2 separate regions of the Canis lupus genome follow, and region 2 is linked to region 1. Evidence: chromatin contacts called from public Hi-C data. All regions are on one chromosome and are shown on one strand. Each heading gives the region's core, a stretch centred on a gene start, on an enhancer-like site or on the middle of the called end of the contact. The rest is flanking DNA. Distances are from core to core; before and after follow the strand shown.

Region 1 (4,495 bases), core at 1,107-3,606:
CCCAGTCTGGCCAGCCCTGCTCTGTGGACCTTACAAGGCACTGCTTGCCTTTCCCCCTTGCAGGGACAGCCACACATCAGAATAAGTCACCTCTTCTGAGTGGGCCTGTGGCTTGGATATAAGGATCCCACTACATGTTGCTCGGCACTGGACTCATGACAGTCAGCCTCTTGGGAAGCTCCTGGCTTCCTTCCTTGGCACCAGTAAGTCCCTATATTTTCCACAGTCTCCACCTGCCCTTGCTCCAGCCCTTTCCCGTGTGGCTAGTAGGTGACTAGCAAGACTTGGTGTCAGATATTATGCTGAGTGCTTAACATGGATCAATGCTCATGTGTGATAGGTCTGTCTCAGGGATGAGGAACCTGCTCAACATCACACACACCTTCAGAGGCTGAGAGCTGGTAGTCGCTCTGCTCCACTGCTCCACTGCTCCAGGGTTGACACTGCTTGGCCAGGATACCCTTTCAGGGGAGCCCGCTGCCTCACGCTCTTTCTTTTGGGTTGGGCTTTATTTAATCCGGGGCACCCCCACCACCCACCTGAACCCCTCTCCCCTGCACTCTAGCTGAGTTTCCCCTTCTTTGACTACAGGTCCCTTTCTTGGAAACTAAATGGGGTTCCGGTTGATCTCTGCCGTGTGGGCTGCGACTGTTCCCAGGCGGGTCTTGGTGGTAGGAGAAGGACTGCAGGGTGAAAGGTGATATATAAATGTAAGGCGGTGATTATTTATTTGACAGGGACAGCTGCCTGCGGTAAAGAATGTAATCTAGTAATCCTTTTGTGAAAATCGGATCCTAGGCTCAGCATGCTGCCTGAAACAGCAAAAGGCCATTCTCCCCCCACTCCCCAGACTCTTGCACACTTCCTGGCATTCCCGCATTCCTGCACTCATACATACTCCTGCCCTGTAGCATGGATGCATGTGGTGCACATAGGCACACACGCCCTTCGGATTTTGCTTTTTTGGTTTCTTGTTAACCTCTTACATAACCGCAGTCTAATTGTCACAATCAAGAAATTTATACTGGTGTAATTGTATTAACTAAACTACAGAGTATTTTGTTTTCCACTGATGTCCTTTTCTGTCTCCAGGATCCTACGCTGCGTTTAGTTGTCATGCTTGCTTGGTCTCCTCCAACCTGTGATAATTCCTCAGCATTTCTTTGACTCTTGTGGCCTTGACTTTTTTTGAAGCGAACTAATCATTCTACTTTGTAGAATGGCCCTCACTTTGGGTTTGTCAGGTGTTCTTTCATAGTTAGATTGAGGTTATGCATTTTTGGCAAGAGCACTGCAATGTGATGCTGTGTCCTTCTTGGTGCATCATGCTAAGGGGGGGCTGGTTGTCAATGTGCCTTATTACTAACGATGTTCATGCTGGTCACTTGGAGAAGGAGGTGTTGGCCCGATTGCTCCTCTATGAAGTTACTGCTTTTCTTTTGGTAATTCATAAATGGCTGTGTATCTCAAAGATACTTTGAGATTCTACAAATATCCAGTCTTTCTTCAAACTTGACTCACTAATTTTAGTACCCATCAATTGTTCTTGCCTGCAGTAGTTATTATGGTGGTTGGTGTTTGCCTCATGGCACTTTCTATTTTCCTCATTTCCTCTGTGCTTACTTATTTTATTTTCAATTTTTAAAGATTTAATTAATGAATTTATTTGAGAGAGAGAGAGAGATCAAGTGAGCATGCATGCGTGTGGTTGGAGGGGAGGTAGAGAGAAAGGGAGATAATCCTAAACCGATTCTCCACTGAGCACCAGCCTGACGTGAGCCTCAATCTCATGACCCTTAGGTTTAGACCTGAGTCCAAACCAAGAGTCAGATGCTCAACTGACTGAGCCACCCAGGTGCCCCTCCTCTATGTTTATTACTTGGAATTCTTCTGTAGGAAGAGCTGGCCCTTCTCCCGCATTTATTTATTTAACCATTGAGTTATTTCTTTTACCGTTATGAGCACATGAATATTTGTTATATTTATTTTATAAAATATGTAGTATGTAACAAATGTGTGGATGCATACTATGTGATAAAAATCATGGATATATGTTCTATTCTACAGGCCACAGTTAGAATTCAGTACTGTGGTGGTTTTGTGGTTCGGATTGCTCCACCTCTGATGTTGGAAGCTCTTTCAGCTTGGCTCCTGTGCCCTTTTGATGCACCCTCATCTTTTTTTTTGAACACTTCCTTACATTCTGGCACCCTGAGGTACTCCAGGCTCACGCTCTGTTCCTCCTGCTCCAGCCCTGGGACCAGCCACTTCCCTCAAGAGCCTTGCTTCTTGCTGCAGTCTCCCATGCTTCTCACCGCTCCCAGGTTAGCGGGGCTTGTACCCAGCAGCCCTGGCATCCGTGGTGGGGGGCTGTTTGCCTTCTGCTTGGGCAGCAAGATCCTCCAGCAGGGACCATGCTTGCCTGTGCTAAGTGCCCACAGTCTCTGGCATTCAGCTCTTGACCTTGGGATTGCACTCACCTTTTTTCTCTTTCCTGTTGTGTCTTCCGTAAACTTTGCTGGTCCACACTGCCCTGCCCTGTGGCCTTCATTTGCCAGTGCTCTCATTTGGAAATTAGCTCTTTATGTGAACCTATCTTGACCCATTGTCTTAATTGAGAGCTCTTCCAGGACAGGGACCCTACCATGCCTAGAAGTTGCCTAGCTATGTATCGTCTTGTTTATACCTGGCAGCAGATATAAAGGAACCCCCATCTCAACACATCTTGCTGAGCTTGACACTGAAGATTCCCACTTCCTTATAGGGTAACTGAATCCCAGGAAGAGAGATGCATGCCCGTCATGCTGCATCCCAACGGCACATACACAGTGAGGTCAGGGAGGGTAGGGACCAGGTGTCCTTAGCTTTCCATCCGTTTTCTTTGCCAAAATCATCCTGTCCTCCTCTTTCCTCATTTTTCTGTCCAGATGGCTGGGGGAAGGCATGGCTGGCATCAGCCAAGATGATGTATGACCACATGGGGCTTGGAGCAGAGAGGGCTCGGACGATTAGGGTTATCAGGCTGGGAAATCGGAAATTACAGGCCTGGTGCCATGGCCAGCAAAACCTCCCCCTGGTGCAATGTTCTGAAGTCGCCCGCCGTGGGTTTCATCAACATGGACACAGGGGAAGGTAGGCCTTTTGGCAGGCTGGAGAGACAGATGGGCTACAGGCACTGCCTGGCCCTGCAAGTGAGCTATAGGGCATCAAGGCTCAGCAGCGGGCTTGTGTTATCTAGCTCCTGCTGGCATAGTCATGAGAAACTTCTCTACTTTGCTGTTGTGCTGCTGTGCAGGCGGATTCCCCTCTTTCGTCTCAGTCTCCTCATCTGGACAATGAGATGATGGGACCGCATGATCTTTCTTTGCATGCGGTCTCTCAGCCCTCAGTGGCCTAGACTTAGGACCTTTGGCCACCAGGAGAGTGGGGATGGGGGCGTGGCTGCCGCAGACCATTCAGAGCCCTTGGGAACCCAGCTAGTGCTGCGGTCAGGACAACTTCCTGGACGTGGTGGGCTCTGGAAGGGCAGGAAGAGGCTTTGTCTTTCTCCCCTGTCCCTTGGCATTCTGTTGTTCTATCCACCCTTCTGTCTTCCCAACAGGCATTTATTGAGCACCCGCTGTGTGCCAGGAGCTGTGGTAGTGCTAGGGACACAGCGGTGAGCCAGACGAGGGCATTGCTTGTGTGGAGGCTGACGTCTAATTGAGGAAGACAGGTACTAATGACACTTGGAATATTTTCAAACGCCTCCACGTGCACTGCCCCCTCCCATGATTTTACTTTTCTGTTCCCTCGACTGCCTTCTACCTCCCCTTCCTTAGCCTGCTTCACCTGCTTTGTCTACTGCCTTTCTTCACCTCACCGCTGCCAAGATCTTCCCAAGATTCTGGGCTCACTCAGGCCAGAAACTCTGAAAGCCCAAGGTCCTTACAGTCATGCTCACAGTATGGAGAACTCCCTGGGAGGGAGAGTGGGGGTGGCTTCTCCCCCTTCATTGGTTGTCCGTGGACCCTACAGCCACAGAGGGGATCGTAGATTGTAAGCTCTGCAGTCAGACATTTCTGGGCTTGCACTGAGACTGTGACCCTCCCTTCCTAGCTCACACAGTTCACATTTCTTCTCCAATTCTTATCTCGTCTATACCTGGCTTGCAGCATTTTGGGGGAGATCAAATGGGAAACTGTAAATGAAAGTACCTTCATGGGGTCCCTTGAATATGAGGTGCTTGGTGAAAACTAGCTTTCTCACCTTCCTTCTTCTCGGTCTGAGCTAGCAGCCAGATATTTTTGAGTCTGGGGTGGATGTGGAGTTGCCAAGGCTTCCAGTAGGTCCAGCCCCAGCTGAAGCTGGCTGGCTGGAGGGTGGCACCACTTCCCTACTCTGAAACGAGGTATAGCTTATGAGCTAGGAAAGGCCAGGGAGTCTGCCAGGGGCTGGAGAGAATGACGGGCGTCCCATGCATCCCAAAAATGAAGCGTGGTGTGACAGCTGCCTG
Region 2 (4,880 bases), core at 1,897-4,396, 120 kb after region 1:
TTCGGCTGGATTACTGGAAGTATAGAGCTCAGAGTGTAGGAGTTGAGTGGGGTATCTGTGTACTCTGTTCTGTCCCCGTCCAAAGCTGGAATCTAACTGCGAGTGTGGGACAGGGAGGGAACACAGATGTAAAAGCCTTGGAATAGATCAGAAGAAGCCTTGGGAAAGAATATTAGTTACAAGCCTTCAAAATATTTGTTTCTGGTGGGCTGCTTGGACACAACTGGGACTGGCACGTGTCAGCCACAGGAAAGTGCGTTCGTTCTTGAGTTAATAAGAAAATTCTAGGTGGACCAGAACTGTGCAAAGGTGGGACAGCCCTGAGTGCTGGGACCCTGGGTGCACAAGCGGGGCTGGTCAGCCCAGGGCCAGGGAGAGCCTCACAAGGAGACTTCTCACCAAGTGGCTGCTTCCCCTCTGTCCTCTGATCTGCCTGCCTGACTGCAGGGTGACTTTGGCAAAGACATTGTCTGTCTCCCTCCTTCCCCTCCTTTATGGCACTGAATGAGCTGCAGGGCCCCTTGGAAGCAAGGGGTGTCTGAAATACAAAGTAGCTGCCCCACTCCTGGTGCTGATGTATTGTCCCTTTTCCCTGCGATGAAGTTCTTGGCAGGCTGTCTAATCTCAGGGCCGGGCTGGACCATGAATAGTTGCACGTCGGGCTGTGAAATTAAAGTCATTTTGGTTTTCCTTTTTATTTTCCACATACACTAATTTATTAAATGCCATTAAATGCTGTGCTTGGCTCTGGCGTGTAGAGAACACTGGGGAGTGCTGGGACCTAGTGCTTGAAAAGCTCCTGCAAAGCAGAGGGGATGAAGCTCTGGGGGGGGCAGGGGGCGGGTTGGGGGGCTCTGTAGAGACACATGAGGCCGCAGGGATGAGAACGACCAGAGGGCTCTGAGGGGAAGTGGGGCAGGTGAGCCCATAGCTTATACAGGCCAACGAGGGGCTAAGGAGGGTGAGGTGGGAGTAATTTGGGGGCACCTGGGGGTTCTAGGAATAGGGATTAGGGGGTGTATGGGGGGCTTCTTATTCAAGTGGGTTTGTGTGTCTGGGTCTGGTCCTTCTCCCAGGCTGTGGCCTGCTCGGACCCTCCCATCCCCTTTTATCCATCCATCCATCCATCCATCCATCCATCCATCCATCCATCCTTCCATCCATCTGTGGAGCAAATGTTTATGTAGTATTCCAGGCATGTTGGGCCCTGCCACAGAGAAGGAATGGATGAGTGTGAACCTGGCCCTGGAAGCGCTGGTGTCTTAGTGGGGGTGGGGGGCAAGTCTACACAGAAGGTTTGGCGGGTCTCTGATGTGTTGCCCTGGGCCCGAGGTCACCCTCAGGGAAGGCCACCCCTGCATGGGGGAGAGGCCTTTGGCAGCTATGAGGGGTACAGGGGGTGGTTGTCCTCTGAGCTAAGTCAGAGCTAGAAGCTCAGAAGGGAGGTTGGATTGAAGAGGAAACTATGGGACTCACCCACAGAGAAATGGGATGAAAATACTTAAGAACACAAGGCAGAAACATATATTAAAGCTACAAATCAATGTGATTCAAATGAAAGATGAAGAGAGATGCCAAGGGGATATTTGGCTAATTATAACAGGTTTAATAAATGAGGTGAGTCTGGAGTGCTTGTTCACTACATGGCTGTAGCCTGGCTGGGCCTCAGTTTACGTGGTGTGCACCTGGTGGATGGGCCCAAGGGTGATGAGGAAGGTCCTAAGATGGCCCTCTGAAAGACCTGTACCTTCTCCTTTCCCCACTCGGCGAAGGGCCTGGACAGGGGAGCCCTGTAGGAGGGACACCCAAGGGCATCACCAAGGGTGAGGCACTGTTCTAGGCCCTGGGGATTTAGCAATGAACAAAATAGACCAAGGTCCCTGCCTGCGTAGAGATCAAGGCCCCGGGCGAATGCAAGGGTAGGAACTTGTTTTCTCACATTTATTAAAAACGTTTAGAGATGCTCTTGGTTGGGGGAGGGGACAAGGAGCAGGAAGGCTCTGTTGTCAGGAGGGTCACTGGGCCACCGCTCTGCTGGGGAGCGGCGCTGGCCAGGCCTGGACCATAACACCTTGGCCGTGACCTTGGGTCCGTCCCTGCTAACCCTGGCTAGAGCCTGGTTCTCTGAGTCACCCTGCCTCACCCTGCCTTGGGTTTGACTGTGGCTCGGTCATCTCAGCTGAGACAGTCCCTTGGTTTGGGAAGGGGATTTTCCCAAATGCCACCAGGTAAGTTCTCTGGCACGGGGCCTTGGCTGAGCTGCCGCAGGCTCTGCTTCCTTCCTTCCTGTGCAGGGCACCTTCCATCTGGGGCAGCCCTCCTCCCTCCTCTTCCCTTCCCCCATTCCTGCCGCACCCTCCCCTGCCCCTTGCTCTGGCTTCAGGGTCTGCTTCCTGTCTTCTTGCCTCCCCCCGCCCAGCAAACCTGTTCTGCTGTCCTGCTCGGGGCCAGGCACCAGACATTGGCCTCTTTGCTGTGCCTGCCCAGGTTCTCACAAGCTGTTTACTCCTCTCACGCTCTACTGTCCCTTTCAGAACCAGGACGCTGCTCCGGCCCTGGAGGAACACACCAGGTTCTTTCTGTGATGGCTGTCTTCTTGCACTGATAGCCAGAGGGTGGATGCCTGGTATGGGGATGGGCCAGGGCAGGCTTTCTTGACTTATGTCCACATTTGGGACTGGACAGTTGTTTGCGGGAGGGACTGTCCTGTGCACTGTTGGCTGTTTGGCAATAACCCTGGCCTCCACTCACTCAGATATCAGTAAGGGCCCCCTACTCCTGAGTCGTGAGAGTTGTTCCCGGAGGAGCAAAATCACCCTGGGTTGTGAACCACGGGGCAGGGACATGGCAGCACCGTGTCTCAGGCTGGGCAGAGCCTGTGCTGGCAGAGACCTGAGGAATTTTCTAGTCCAGAGCCCACATTTTAAAGGAAATTGGGCCTCAGAGAGCTAAAGAATTGTAAGGTCACACAGAGGAGCAGCATGATGAAAGCCGCATCTTAGAAAAAAAGACCCGGGCAGCTCTGTGCAGGCTGGGCTGGAAAACAGGCCAGAGGCAGGAAGGGCGCGCCTGGGACCTGGGCACGAGGCAGGTGCTGGGCAGTGCCTCCCACCTGCCAGCCCGGGCTCAGCGTGCGTGCAGCAGTCTCCTGGGGTGAGGGTGTGGAAGAGGCCCCGCACCCAAGGCCAGGAAACCAGGTGTGCGCCCTGCCTGGCAATGGGACGGCTGCCTGTCCCCTCTTGCCGTCCTTATCTGTGAACTCAGGGCCTGTTTGTATTTGCTTCCTGCCTGGAGGCTCTGCTGCTGTCTGAGAGAGGAGCAGAGGCTTCGTTGGGCAGGAGAGCCCTGACGGTATGGGAGAGTGGCAGTGGGGTGTGCAGGAGCCCCTCGTGGCACTGCAGGGTCCTCATGCACTCAGCAGATGATGTGTCCCATGCCCCCTCCACACCGGCACTTAAGTACAGGCAGTGTGTGGGGCCTGCTCCACCTGTAGGCAGTGGATCTCACCTGGGATCCAGCCCGGGGCATGGTGGGGCCTCAGGGAGTGAGAAGGGAAGCAGGTATGAGGACAGAGCCATAGTTCCCGTCTCTTACTGTGCTGGAAGGAGGCTCCTGGGTGGGTTGTGGGGAAGCTTGCAGACCAAATAAAAAATGTGGAGCATGAAGTCTGAGAACCATTTGGGGAGAGATAGGACTGGGTCCTGGGCGTTTCTGGGCTGTTGAGGTTTTCCCAGATAGAGGCACTTGGACCTCACGGCAGTCCTCCTCAGGAGGCAGATGGAGAATGGAGGTGCACAGGGGGCCTTGCCTGCCCACTCCCAGTGGGAGCTGGCTTCCAGGGAAAGGTGTACTGTGAGAACTTTTCCAGGTCCAGGGAGGGCCCCAGTGTCCCCACTGCAGGGTGGTAGAGGCATCCTGCAGCTCCCTGGGTCCCAAAGCCAGGTCTCTCTAGCAGGCTCCTCTACCTGCAGGGAGTGACCTGGCGGCCATGGGGCTTCCTCTCAGTCATTCTGGGATCTGGCTTTTGGAACAATAAATCTTCAGCATGAAGATCATGAATTTCCATGGTGTGATTAATGGAAGAAAAATTTAGATGGCAGCGTGGAAACTGACCAGATTGAGAAGTCCCTGTGAGAAGGTGGGGGAGGGTGTCAGAGCTCCCGACCCGGCCTGGAGCGCCACCTAGTGGTTCTGGGCGTGGAGGCCACCATTCCCTCCGCAAAGCTTGGTGGATGCCCATTGGGTGGACGCTCTGGGCGGAGTGTGCCCGTCCCTGGGGAGCCTGGGCGAAGTTCCACTGGGACTGTCCCTGGTACAGGGGGCACAGGACCACTCCACAGTGTGGGCGACCTATGAAGCCGCTCCACGTCCTCGCCTTCCTCCCCGGCTGCTTGAACCGTCTCTGCTTTAGTAATGCACGGGAATACCCCCACTTCTTTTGTCATGCCCAGCCTGGGTCACCTTTCTGGTTTCTCATTTATGAAAATCCTACTCATCTTTTAAAGCCCGCAAGTCCTGTCAAGCCTGCCTTATCAGTACCGTCTCATCGTACTGCTGCTTGCCACTCCTCCGGAGCTGGCTGGCGCAGGTCACCACGAGCTTGTGCCTGATCCCTGCCGTGGCCTCCTGGTGCCTCCCCCGCTTTCCCCTGTGCCCTTCGGTGGTCGTCTCTGAACAGCAGCCAGCGTGGTCTGTCGGGACCATAAATCACGTCACTGTCCAGCCTTAGGAGCTTCCCAGAATGCTAAGAATACTACCCACCTCGTCTATACTGATGCCTGCAAGATCTTGTCTCATCTGTCCCCTGCCACGTGTCACCTCCTTCACTCTGTTGCAGCCACGTGGACAGTTTGCTCTTCCTGGGGTGGGCCAGGCTCATT

The links. Hi-C and Micro-C count contacts between places; a contact is called where the count stands out from the background.
Region 2: a contact with region 1 is called in a Hi-C map of skin fibroblasts, with 3 times the contacts expected there. The contact joins two enhancer-like sites. A contact is called at or near these places in 2 of 9 Hi-C or Micro-C datasets (amygdala and skin fibroblasts).

What each region holds. Positions count from the first base shown.
Region 1 is chr27:4,378,580-4,383,074 of UU_Cfam_GSD_1.0, forward strand. The region is part of intron 1 of TSPAN9 (tetraspanin-9); the gene reads left to right. Among named protein-coding and RNA genes, the nearest start is that of TSPAN9, 64 kb to the left of the region's middle. Within about 2 kb of position 2,357, at least 2 of the 20 cell types and tissues checked have an H3K27ac peak or open chromatin away from gene starts, as enhancers often do.
Region 2 is chr27:4,502,130-4,507,009 of UU_Cfam_GSD_1.0, forward strand. All of the region lies in intron 3 of TSPAN9 (tetraspanin-9), which reads left to right. Among named protein-coding and RNA genes, the nearest start is that of TSPAN11, 92 kb to the right of the region's middle. Within about 2 kb of position 3,147, at least 2 of the 20 cell types and tissues checked have an H3K27ac peak or open chromatin away from gene starts, as enhancers often do.